Linked DNA regions of Arachis hypogaea: region 2 is linked to region 1. Evidence: chromatin contacts called from public Hi-C data. All regions are on one chromosome and are shown on one strand. The core of a region is the stretch at or near the end of the contact, and the rest is flanking DNA. Distances in the headings are between cores, read along the strand shown. Region 1 holds the start of LOC112773024 (putative nuclear RNA export factor SDE5). Region 2 holds the start of LOC112772840 (defensin-like protein).

What was found. Hi-C and Micro-C count contacts between places; a contact is called where the count stands out from the background.
Region 2: a contact with region 1 is called in a Hi-C map of leaf, with 2.6 times the contacts expected there. The contact joins the promoter of LOC112772840 here to the promoter of LOC112773024 in region 1. A contact is called at or near these places in 2 of 8 Hi-C or Micro-C datasets (both in leaf).

The regions. Positions count from the first base shown.
Region 1 is chr18:24,264,061-24,271,075 of arahy.Tifrunner.gnm2.J5K5, reverse strand. LOC112773024 (putative nuclear RNA export factor SDE5) reads right to left here and starts at 1,912. Exons shown (of 14, transcript XM_029295304.2): 1 at 1,748-1,912; 2 at 1,437-1,518; 3 at 406-957. The coding sequence starts at 931. LOC112770933 (MLO-like protein 11) reads right to left here. Exons shown (of 16, transcript XM_025815426.3): 6 at 6,956-7,015; 7 at 6,765-6,859; 8 at 6,201-6,275; 9 at 5,913-5,998; 10 at 5,530-5,579; 11 at 5,195-5,235; 12 at 4,924-5,094; 13 at 4,776-4,811; 14 at 4,419-4,486; 15 at 4,265-4,325; 16 at 2,401-3,351. The coding sequence ends at 2,953.
Region 2 is chr18:24,410,679-24,417,344 of arahy.Tifrunner.gnm2.J5K5, reverse strand. LOC112772840 (defensin-like protein) reads left to right here and starts at 5,406. Exons shown (of 2, transcript XM_025817845.2): 1 at 5,406-5,508; 2 at 5,968-6,352. The coding sequence starts at 5,451. The coding sequence ends at 6,137. LOC112773094 (a long non-coding RNA gene) reads left to right here. Exons shown (of 3, transcript XR_003187781.3): 3 at 357-548.

The sequences.
Region 1 (7,015 bases), core at 663-3,162:
TAGCATGGTCAAGTCTAGACTAAAATCAGAGAGCTATCGTACCAAAAGCAGGGCATAGGTAGAATGAACATGAAAGGTCATAGTAAAAAAGCTACAGGACACTGAAAATATGACAAAAGCTCTGTTGATATGTTACCCCAAATTGATGCATCGAGTAAAAGACAATCATGACAACTTGTAACCCACTGTTCTAATAGAGAAATGGTGGTTGTACTCATTTTGCATGGAACTCCATACCGCTCATCCATCATCAATTACCTAAGTTCACTCATAGCCATCCATTGATGGAATCAATATGGTTTGCCATGCAAAATGAGTATACATAGTTAAAATACAATCATTACTACTTGTCTTCATGCAATAAGCATCAAACTCATTCTCCATTTATGATGAGTGAAGATTTACCAAGAACATCATGTATCTTATCCTTGTCAAGCTCAAAGCCATCTCCAAGCATCTGAAAGAGGAAGTTTACAACATCATCCCTCATGCTGCCCTTTGCTGCTTCAATTTTCAGTGAATCCCTTTCACTCCATGTCTCTGATTCTGGCAGCTCCTTTGCATCTATCTTCGAAGGTTTGCTCTTCACGCCTTGAGTCGGCATTTTCTTCGGGTGAATGTACTCCTTTCCAACAACACCAGAGACAGTGCCAAGTGATACACGATGAGGCTTTGATTTCACTGCACCTGAGTTCCTTTTCCCATGAAGGGAATTTGGAAATTCACTTGCAGAAGACACTTTAGTAGGTTCAGAAATTGTACCCTTGAGCTCATCACTATTAGAGGAGGCACAGAGGATCTCAGCAGCCATATTAACATTGCGTTTCGCCTCACAATATGCACTTGCTATGTCCTCCAGAGAAAATAAAGAACCAAAAGATTCAAGCAGAACACTGAGGTCCCTTTCTTCAACATCAGAGTAGGGAGGCATTTTCAAAATGTTCTTCTCTCCAGCCACTGTAATAGAAAATCTCAGCAAGCAAAAAGAAATGGAAAATCATGCACTTAGCATGTCTGTCAAGAACAGCTTGAACAGAAGCAACAATGATCACAGTGGAGCTACTTTTCCTAAGAAAACTTAATTTCTTAAAAAAAAATGAAGAAGAGATTACAATGACTATTCTCCAAGTAACTCATGAAAATGCAGTAGACTAGAGTGTTTGTTAGCAGCTAAGGTCTCTCGATTTTCATCATATGTCTCTTACTTCACTTTTCCTTTATTTTCTCTGCTACCAAACAACCGAAGAATGTAAGTTCATACAAATTACAAAATAATAATAAGTAAAAAAAAAAAAACTCAGCTTACAATTTGACTTTATCAATTACGTAAGGCTTCAAACCTTCGTCAAATGTTCATTACAATTTACTTTTAATTTCCGAGCAATCTAAGAAGCAAAACCGAAGAATGAAAGCACATGGAAAATGATAATAATCACCTTAAATGAAAAGATTCCAGAGATTACGCTGCAAACTATGATACAGGAGCCTTATTCTTCACGTAACTCAAATTTGGAAATGCTGGCGTCAGTGATAGAAAATATTAGTATCATTAAAGTCCTTGATTTTTCATCAAACATTTCTTACTTAAATTTTCCTTAATTTTCTCGGCAGCCAAACAAACAGAACAAGTGAAACGCAAAAATGCGAGTTGATATATAAATTTTCAAGTTTCAATTAAAAAAGAAATAGAAAGAGGGAAGAAAACGTAAGAGAATGAAACGGCAGCGTTTAAGGGAGAACCTATAACCTATTGACTATTTTAGGTAGCGGAAGGCGGAAGCTTGTGATGATTCCGCTGGAGGAATACGAAGTGACCAAAACACTCAAATCGTTAAGTGGAAAGTGGTTGATATGCAGGTATGTAAGTATATGAGTATGTAAGGCATACATGTACCAGCAAACGTACAAGTATACTGAGAAAAAAGAGTATATACTTCAATAGATCTCCAAAAATTAAGTTTCACACAAATTTATGTTTGATAGATGAAATATAGACAGAAGTATTGTATGTTCAAAAACACTGAATTATTATATTTTATATTTATCATAACAAAAAAAAAATACATATTCACTAACAAGAGAACTTATTTTTTATTTTTTTTATTATTCTTGTTATTTTTTATAATTATATTTTTTATTATTATATTTTCTTTCCAAATTTTTTAAATGACAAAAAAAAGAATAAATTAAACTTTCATAATTTATTTTAATTTATTACCAAACAAAATATAAGAACACTAATTTTTGCTTGTCTTGTTTTCAAAACCAAACGTCCTACATTTGTCAAATCCGTCATTTTCACTTGGACAAATAAATTTTTGAAAGTGTAATGAAATGACCATATTAAGCACCATATTTTGCCACTCAACCAAACACTAACAAAGATTGCTTACTCCCAAGTTACAAACACTAATCTCAAGATTGCTTCCTCCCATTTTGTAGTTCTATTAAAGCTTAATATACATTCTTTCAAAACATAATAAAAAGGGTTAAATATACAAATATACTTGGTCCATATACTCCACAAAGTCGCAACATGGCATCATCAACAGCACAAATCTTTCCCATTCTACATTTGTCCCACACAAAATTAGTAAATGGTAAAAGGTTTTGGAAAGAATTGCTCTAAGGGCAGAGACTAAAAAATAAAGGGTAAGTTTTCTTAAAATTTCTAAGGCAATTAACACATTTGAAACTTCTAGGAAATTTATTTTTCCTTCAAAAGTATTATACTCTAGATTCTTTAGCCAATGCCCTTAGCACAAGGATTAGCAAAACCGTTTGTAACCAAAAGAGACCTGATACCTAACCCTCTAAATTGCATTTTTTTGTTGTAACCAAAAGTAATCACCTTATAATTTAGCTTCTGAATTATACAACAAAGCCATTTTTATTAATGTACCCGTTTACTATTCTTTGCTGCTGCTATTTTTTCCTTTCATTCATTGCTCATTACCTTCCACTTGGCATTGGCATAGAAGAACATCTTGGAATAGATTCTGCTCTCAAACTGAATGGTCCCGACGAAGATATTGAAGCCGATGGTCGAAGGAGTGGTGTGGCAGCCCTACTTGAAGCTTCATTTGCAGCTGGCGGCGAAGGAGTAGCCGTAGCAGCTGCTACGGGTTGTAATTCTACTTCAGTTCCAGTGACATGGTCAGTACCAGTTTCAGGGATATCAACCATTCTATCGTCTTCTTCGAGAGATAGTACAGTGCTCGTGTCCGTGTGAATGGTGGAATCATCGGCGAACATACCATGCCTTCTCTTTCTCCTAGCTGCCTTGCCCCATCCATGGATTGTCTCCCTTATCCTCTGTGGAATCAATGCAGCCTTATAGTTTGTTCCCATCTGAAAAAAAACATAGAAAGATCTTATTGCATGAGAAATAAAAGTGGCAAGAATCCAGTGATTCAGATTTAACTTTATGCAGTTTAAAATGTTTTACACATATTTAAGGGGATTTCTATGGTGAATAATGAAATTTGGCGAAGAGTGAATATTGTAACAAAATTTTTTAAAGGAGTGTGCATTGCATATGATGTCTTTATTTTTTAAATATTTTTTTTTTCCTATTGTAAAAAGAACAATCTTCACTCTTCATTGAAAAACACCATTCACCAGAGTGTAAAAGTAATTCCTTTTACACTCAGTTACGACTAACGCGAATTGTGATCCAAAAGAAAAAGTTTATTAGATAATAGTGTAAAATTCTTTAACTTAGTACATCGAAATTGAACTTGAATGATTCACTCAAACCAACTCCATGCCTTAAAAGCATCACATACACATGGTTCCTAATGAAGCCTTGGAATTAGGTGTGCCATCATTGACTTTTTGAGACACACAACTGAAAACATGTCATATAGTCGGATATATCATAATGATTTTGTTTGGTTTGATCAGGAACTAATTTCTCACTCACTGTTTACATGCCCACTAACAAAATTGGATAAAAATGCCAACTTAGTATAATGTGGAACTTTCTATGATGTCGATGCACAAAAATTAATTTGAATGAAAACAATCTGATATTTTGCCAATGAATATTGAAGAATGAACGTAGAAAATATCTTCTTGAATTAAACAGATCTATAGGGTCAGCATGACTTATGTTTTCTTGTTTTTTGAATTTTGTGAAGTAAATAATGGAGGTTAAAAAATTTGGAAAACAAATTTTCTTGTTTTCCACTATTTTCCACCAACAAAATCCTGAAAGCAGAAAACATACAACAGAAACCGACCGATTTAGGTCGTGGATTACCTGTGTAACGAGCGCATATAGTGGCAAGGTACTGTAACTGCAGAGAAACTGTCCTGCAAACCTACAAAGTTTATATAGAAAAGGTATAAAATGGCACATGGCTTTTTTAACATCTTAAATAAATGGAATTAAGGATCTCATGGTTTCAGCATACCCTAAGATTAGCCTTAAGTACACAAGCATGTGATTCCTGATAAAGCAGGAATTATAACCAAACTGCCACTGCAATAACAAAAAAGACATTTTAGTACATACAGAACTTCATGCCATTCTTCAGTATCTTATTCTATGGATGATTCATCATATCTAAAGTACTTCTGATAACACTGAAAAAAGGTGGCAATAACTTGCCAAAAAGAAGCTTTTAAGCAATACTAAAATCAACGTGTCAATCATAAAAAATTTGAATAAGGCTATAACATTTGCTTATCGAAAATATAAAGCTAGTTATTGTCTTATTTGTTGAAGGAAATAATTATGACTTAAGATGGATAAGGAAGTAGAGAAGTACCCAGAACCAAAAGAACGAAGCCAATTCAAACGCATTCTGCGAAAACAAAACCAGGAAATGAACATGCATCTAGAGTTGGGAGGGGAAAAAACAAACAAATTTCATTTAGAAATAACACAAAAGTAGCAGATAAACTATTGTTGCTTACTTGGAAGAGAATGAAGTGGATCAAGGATAGCAATAGTTCAGGCTTATTGAACCAGAAAAGTTCGTCGCGAGGCCTCAACTTTGATCCCGAGAAGTAACCAGTGATTCCGGCATTCTCCAATGCCAACGTTGCAATAACATGCTGGAGCTTTGTTCCCACCAAAAGAACAAGCTGTTCATAAACACAAGAAATAAAAAGACACGGTAATCAGAAAGTGTTCAACAAAGTAAAATAACTTAAAGAAAGAAAGGAAATAACAAAGATAACTTGCCGAGACAGGAATGATAGCTATCCAGAAATAGAGATTTGATCCTGCGGTAAACCGAGAAAAAGGATAAATTAATTAGCAATTGTAAGATTCTAAGACAACACAAAGACATAATGAAACCACAATATAATAGCAGCAAGTTATTCTTCTTAGTTGGGTTGACTACTTCAATAACTGACCACAATTATGTTTCAGGTAATCTCACAGAGAAATGGAAGTAAAGTGAAAGCTTTGGCCAAAAGAAAGATACAAATCGGTTTTAGTAATGGAGGGAATGTGTATTTTGAAAGTTAAGATTATGAAAAAAAAAAAAAAAAAAAAAAAAAAGACAGACTAACCTTTAATGTTGAAAAGCATGAAAGCAACAACAAATCCCCAGAGTAAGCCACTGCAAGAGATTTTACAAACAGACACTGTTAGCTCTCAACTTCATGAAAATACATTTGTGGAAAACAAAAACTATAACCATGACTTAATGCAACACATGCTTAATACAAATAATGTACATTCTTTTCTCTTTACATTGATTATTTGCAATGAATCAGAATAGAAAAGTTGAAACTACTGCTTAAAAATGCAAAACTGAAGACTCTTTTCCAGAAATTTCTTAACAAACTGTAACATTGAAATAAAATCATACACAGTATGTAAAGGTCACACCAGATCATGTACTATTGACTTCCTCAATAATGAGGACAAAAAATGCTCAACCATTACTAACCTCACACCAACTATCCTTTGGAATTCCTCTTCCATAGATCGAACCATATAGCTGTGAAAATCATATTTTAATGTGAGGTTGTGATTCTGCCATAAAGGAAAAGAGACTGAGTAAAGGAGTACCAAAAAAAAAAAAAAAAAATTAGCGATGCATGAATACTAGAAAATTCAGAGATCCAAGCACTGCATAACAGAGATAAAGTAAGAATTTAATTTACACAGTAAAATAAAACTCAGGTTGCTTTTAAATCAAAACCATTTAGACCAAGATAAGCTATTGCATACGTACCAAGATAAATCCTTTACGAAGTGTAAGGTAGTCAGCACGAACCACCGAATGGCCGAATTGTCGGAAAAAACATGTCTACAATTTGATTAAACTTAGAATTAGTTAGTATTACCAAATAAGTTGTCAAAATGAAACCTCAGTTTATCAAGTTAATATACAACTATATGCAATTGACATAAGTAGATTGACGAAATAACATATGAATGTAGCAGTTGGGAATATCAGGTAAAATATCAAAGATTCACACAGAGAGAGTTTGATGTTACAATTTGCATAAAGTGATGAGAAATGATGCAATTAGGTAACGTGAATTATCAATATTTTACTACTTCATTTGCCATAGCAACTGCAAAATATATTAAGCAAAGCAAATTGATCAAATTCTGGCCCAGCTAACCATCTGATTATCAAAATCTTTCTGTTTCAGAATATTTTGATTTAAAGTATTTTCAGACATGCCATTTTTCATCGCACGAATTCAAGAACTTAAAGGTAGACATTCAACAAAATACATTAAATGAAATCAAATGTTAATGGGGAAACAAAATAGAGTTACGTAATTACCACCCAAACGAGGAAACTATTTCTGGCCATTGGATTTGATGTATGAACCTTGACAAAGGACGATTGTCTTCGCATTGTCAACTCTCTCGTGATTACTACATCAATACATGAAATAGTCAATATACTCTCAACAGCACACAAAGAAAATCACTTACAAACAACAAATGCATATTAAGAAGTATTGTGCTTACCTGCCAAAGATCCATGCTGATCCATATGAGCCTCATCCTCCCACACTCTCCAACTATGAA
Region 2 (6,666 bases), core at 4,157-6,656, 140 kb before region 1:
GAGGGGTGACAAAAGTCCAAGTTTTAGAAGAGATGTTGCCAAAATTTTTATGAAAATAAGAGACTTCGTTTGAAGTGGTTATTTAGAAATATTTGAATTTTTAAGAATTTTATAATTTGATTTTGAGTTATTAAGAAAAAGATTATGTTTTGAGTTTTCTTTATTTAGAAAAGAATAAATTGTGTTTTGAATATGAATTATTGATGAACAGAATGGGAGGAATGATGATGATTGATGAGATATGATTGATGAATAATGAGATATGATGATGATTGATTTTTATATTAACTATGTGGGCACCTTTACTATGTTGAGAACCTCCGGTTCTCATTCCATACATATATTGTTATTTTCAGATGCATGACGTGAAGCACCGTACTGAGCATTTTGGAGACTCTTGGGAGCAAAGAACTATTTTGGGACTTGGTGTTTGTATTTGGTTTATGTTTATATATGTGTATAGATTCTCCATCTTGTATATATAAAGATTTTGACTCTCTTAGAGGTTGACTTGGAGAAACAGGATTTATATTTATCTGTTGGTTTATTTTTGGGGTTAATATATATATATATATATATATATATATATATATATATTCTAACCAACATTTTTTTCGCAGGTCGAGTCTAGATCTTGATTATATAACTATCATTTGGAACTCTACTTTTATATATATACTTTTAGAGGTCGTAGCGCCTTACCTATTTACATCCTAAATATAAAGTTCTGTGTGGTAAGGTGTTACAAGTAACAACCCAGAATCACGTAATCCACGTATTCCAGGTGTAGTGTACCCAGATGCAACTGCGATATGAAAACAATGTGCAATTACATATATCGGGTACTGCATAACTGGAATGCACATTTATTGTCGGGATATGACACTTTGAGTATTTTTGTAATTTTATTTTAGTAAATAATTTTTTTGTAATTATTATATTTATTTAATTTAAATAAAAAAATCTTAGAGATCATGATAAACTACTATAAGAGTAAGGACTATTTTGGTCATGGTTTTTTTCATTTTAAAAAAATGAAGTACGACTATACTTATCTCGTTTACACTATAAACAAGATAAGTTATATATAAAAATTGGTAAAAAAACTATCCAAAATACATATTTCAGTAATTAAAATATTTATTTTATTTATTAAAAAATCACAAAAATTAACTAGTGAAGTGACGCTTTAATTCCACCCACGTGTTCGTGATTTATTGGTTTTTTATGAAAACATCTAGCATAAGAAGGGATAAAAGTGGACCGGACTATCTGACGAAGCTTGTGATTCAACTCATTTTATTAAACAAGCCAGACTTAGATTTTATCCTATTAGTTAAAAGGGTAAGAATATAAGCTTTAAAGAAAAGCTTATGAAACTCATTGAGTCGACTCGTCAAGATATTTTTTTGTAAAAATAAATTAATTCTCAATTTAGATTTTTAATTATTTACTTGTATTAAACACAAAATGAAACTAACAGGAATCAATACTCAATAGTCAAGACTAGTTAAGATTATAGTTTTTTGTTCAAAGAAAAAGTTTATATATTATAAATATGGTTATGATGTGATACGTGTTCAGGAGGGCATTTTTGTCATTTTGGAGCTAAGGGGCGAAATGATAATTTTATCATATTCAAAGATTTGAATACTAGAAGAATTGTACCATGCGAGTCTTGGACATCAAGAAAACCAAGAGTCCGTCTCAAAAACAGTGGTGCTGAGAGGGCAACAACGCACAAGGCCCAATAAGCTAAATCAGGACAGCAAGAAGCGTAATAATGCTTTTTAAATTCAATGGGAGGCATAATTTATTATTGATTTTCGAATATTTAGGCCTTTATTTTAAGTTTGTTTTGTTGTTAGAGTTTATTGGAAGATTTGATTTACTTTTAATTTGCTTAGTAGTATTTTTAGGAATTTTAAAATTTAAATCAAATATGATCTAATCTAGTAAGATCAAATCTGATTTAAATTAGTTATCATATTTTTAGAATTTTAAATTTAAATCAAATCTGATCTAATCCAATAAGATCAAATCTGATTTAAATTAAGTTATCTTATCTTATCTTTTAGTTAGTTTGTTACGGGCCTATTTAAACACCTTTGATGAGATAATTTACACAACTTTAATGAATAAAATTTCTTTAGTGCTTTATGCACGTTTTATTGTGTGAGAAGTGAGGTGAGTGATTTGCTTCGTTTGTTGCATGAAGAAGATTGAAGGATCCAACACTAAGGTGATCTGCATGGTGGTTCTTTCCGTTTTTGTCCCTCTAATCTAGGTTGTCAAGGACAAGTTCTTTGAAGGTCTAGTAGGAAATCCTTTCCGGTGATCTAGGTTGCTAAGCACAGGTATCTTAGAAGTATAGTAGAAAAAATCCCATTTATCTATTCTTTTGTTATTTCTTATCATGATGTATGACTAACGATTGATATATAATAAATTATACTTTACAAATTATGAATTATAAATTTTAAAATATATTTAAGGACAATTTAGATTTTTTAAGTTTATTTTTTTGAGTTCTAATTCACGAAATATACTTTTCAAATGCGCTTGTGAGCTTGTTGGGCTTTAAATAAACTGGACTCGAGCCTGAAAAAAAAAAACCTGTGAAAAGTAATAGGTCTAAGTTTGAGCCATCTATTTATAATATAGGTCATACTCGTCAAAGGTAAAGTTCGAATCGATTTGATCTATTTTCACCCCTAACCACGAAGAAGTTGAGAATCTACCATGAATTAATATATAAAATAATATTACTTTAATTTAATAAAAAATAATAACACATTTATCATTTTGAATAATATACGAAAATCTTTAGGCAATTTAGCTAAGACTAAGGTTGAAAGTGAGTCTAGTTAACTCATGAGCCAATTTGACATCGACTCATTAATAGTTCGATAAGCTGAATTTATGAGTCGGTGAGCCGAGCTTTAGTTTAGATACACTCAGCTCATTAGCTCGTGAATTAGCTCGATTATATATATCATAGTTGTTAGAATTGAACCGTGATCGAACCGATCAAGTTACTGATTTATTGGTTTATTGATTCAATCGATAAATTACTAATTGAACCGATAAAACCGATCTTACATAAATAAAAAATAAAAAATAATAAAATAGAAAATTAAAATTTAAAATATATATTTATTAATATTTTAATATATAAATATTTAAAATATTTAAGATTTGTTTTGATAATTGTATAAATTCTATCTGATGAAGCTTGTGATTCAACTCATTTTATTAAACAAGGCAGAGTTAGATTTTAACCTATTACTTAAAAGGGAAAGAACATAAGCTTTAAAGAAAAGCTTATGAAACTCATTGAGTCGACTCGTCAAGATATTTTTTTGTAAAAATAAATTAATTCTCAGTTTAGATTTTTAATTATTTACTTGTATTAAACACAAAATGAAACTAAAAGGAATCAATACTCAATAGTCAAGACTAGTTAAGATTATAAATTTTTTATTCAAAGAAAAAGTTTATGTATTATAAATACGGTTATGATATATGATTAACGATTGATATATAATAAATTATACTTTACAAATTATGAATTATAAATTTTAAAATATATTCAAGGACAATTTAGATTTTTTAAATTTATTGTTTTGAGTTATAATTCACGAAATATACTTTTCAAATGCGCTCGTGAGCTTGTTGGGCTTTAAATAGACTGGACTCTAGCCTGAAAAAAAACCTATGAAAAGTAATAGGTCTAAGTTTGAGCCATCTATTTATAATATAGGTCATACTCATCAAAGGTAAAGTTCGACTCGATTTGGTCTATTTTCACCCCTAACCACGAAGAAGTTGAGAATCTACCATGAATTAATATATAAGATAATATTACTTTAATTTAATAAAAAATAATAACACATTTATCATTTTGAATAATATACGAAAATCTTTAGGCTGTTTAGCTAATACTAGGGCTGGAAGTGAGTCTAATTAACTCATGAGCCAATTTGACCTCGACTCATTAATAGTTCGATAAGCTAAATTTATGAGTTGGTGAGTCGAGCTTGAGTTTGGATAAACTCAGCTCATTAGCTCGTGAGTTGGCTCGATTATATATATCATAGTTGTCAGAATCAAACCCGTGATCGAACCGATTAAGTTACTGGTTCATTAGTTTATTGGTTCAACCAATAAATTACTGGTTGAACCGATAAAACCGATTTCACATAAATAAAAAATATAAAATTAAAATTTAAAATATATATATTTATTAATATTTTAATATATAAATATTTAAAATATTTAATATTTGTTTTGATAATTGTATAAATTCTAATAAAATAAATATATAAAATTATAATAAAATAAAAATATTCATAATTAAAATAAAAAATACTATATTATTATTAAAAAATAAAATTAATATTTGATATAACTTAAATTTGACTTAATTAAATTATATATAAATTATAATATAATATGAGTTTTTATATAATATATATATTATATGAACAAATATATATAACAAAAAAAAATTTCTTTAAATTATACTAGGTATTAAATATATAAAATTATAAACACACTATATATATATAGTAAGAAGATAGTTGGCCTAGTGGGGGAGTCATGTCCATCCATTGCTAAGGTCCAACCGTCCAAGGTTTGACACCTTGCTGCAGCAATTTTGCAAAATCGCTGCAGTTTGATTGGTTTTGACCGGTTCAAACGAATTTGAACGATTTTTTACTTAAACGATGAGGATATCAAACCGAATCGGATAGGGGTTCGATTCTTTGGCTAGTCGGTTGGATTTTTATATATATATATATATATATATAAAAGTTATAATTCATTGATATAAAATTATAGATTATTTTTTATTTGAGCCAGTTCGTGAGCTTTCGATGAGTTAATATTGATTAGTACCTCCTAATAAAATAGTTAAAAAATTTTAATTATTAATTAGTATTGATTCTAAATAGGAGTGTTCATAGGTTGAATCTCATTCATATATCTACAGTGTTATCCGCATCTGTTCTGTTCTAAAAATGGTGGATATTAATCAGATACGCAAACTAATAAAATTGGATTGCGAATTTCAATTAAATATCCGTGCAGATTTATAAAAAATAAATAAATAAATAAATATTTTTTATATTTTATTTCAACTAAAAATTATTATATATGTTATATTATTTTGTTTTTATTATTACAATGGATAAAAAAAAACACTCCTTTATTAATTTTTTTTTTCTTTCTTGCCGAGGCACAACTAACCTTGAAATTAGGTTTATCTAGAAAATTCAAGGACTCAACTTCCACACACCACACAAAAACTCTTATCAAACACATATAGCTAATTACTAAATTGTCCCTGCACAGGTATATATATAGATGTATATTGTATGCTTTACTCATTCAGTACATATATCAATATATCTATATATATAGCTGTTTAGTTTAATCATTAAGCCATGGCGGGGAAATCTCTAACCGGGTTTTGCTTCATCCTCCTCCTCCTCGTTGTTGCTCGTAAGTCATTAATTACTTCATATACGCACGCACGTATTCCTAAGTCATGATTATATATAACATAATTATAATGTATACTATTATTATATTATTATAAATGATTATATATCTAATAGTTATAAAGGCAACAAAAAAAATTAAAATTTATATCGAGCCATTTAGTTATAAAAATTTTGATTTATATTTGAACTATTGTAGATAGAGACCTATAAATAATTATATATATGTATATTATTATATATTAAAAAAAGAAAAAGTCTAGGGGGTCAGCAACTTTTGTAATTTTTGGTCAGCACTTAACTATCAAAACAAAAGTGAGTGATCTCCCACCATTAGATGTAATCTCACACCATTAAAAATACTATTGATGGCTAATTGATGGTTACAAAACACCAAAATTGCTGGCCCCTAGCATTCCTCTTAAAAAAATTGTTGATACCTTAATGTTGGTGCGTGTAGAGGAAATGGTGGTGCAAAGTGAGGCAGCAACGTGTGAGAACCTGGCGGATACCTACAGGGGACCATGCTTCACCACTGGAAGCTGCGACGACCACTGCAAGAACAAGGAGCACCTGCTCAGCGGCCGCTGCCGCGACGATTTCCGCTGTTGGTGCACCAGAAACTGTTAAATTACGCATCATGAGCTACGTACGTAGATCGATCCATGATGCTGGATCTGAACTAGCTGGCTAGGAGCATATATTATATACATAAATAATACTTCTAGCACTGCATTTATATATGTTACTATTTTTGTATGTGTGTATTGTATTGCACTATTGCGTAGTACATAACGGATGAGTTATGTACGTGCGTGATTAATAAAATTTCAATTTATATATAATTGTCTCTGAATTTTCTTCATACATATATGATTATCAATTTTAGTTTTATGTTTGATATACAATTTGATGACAGATATAATATATAACTATAGGGAAATTGCAGTACTTAGAATTTAATTGTGTTATATGTACGGCGTATTATTGTTGAATTTCATGTGTCATATTGAACATCTCACTGACCTGGCCTGTTAATCTGTTATGGTTCGTTGATCTAATTTATTTGGTAAAACTAGATCTTATTTTTGGTAAAATTAATTATACATTGGACTAATGGACAAACCAATAAAAAATAAATAAATAATGGGAGAATCCA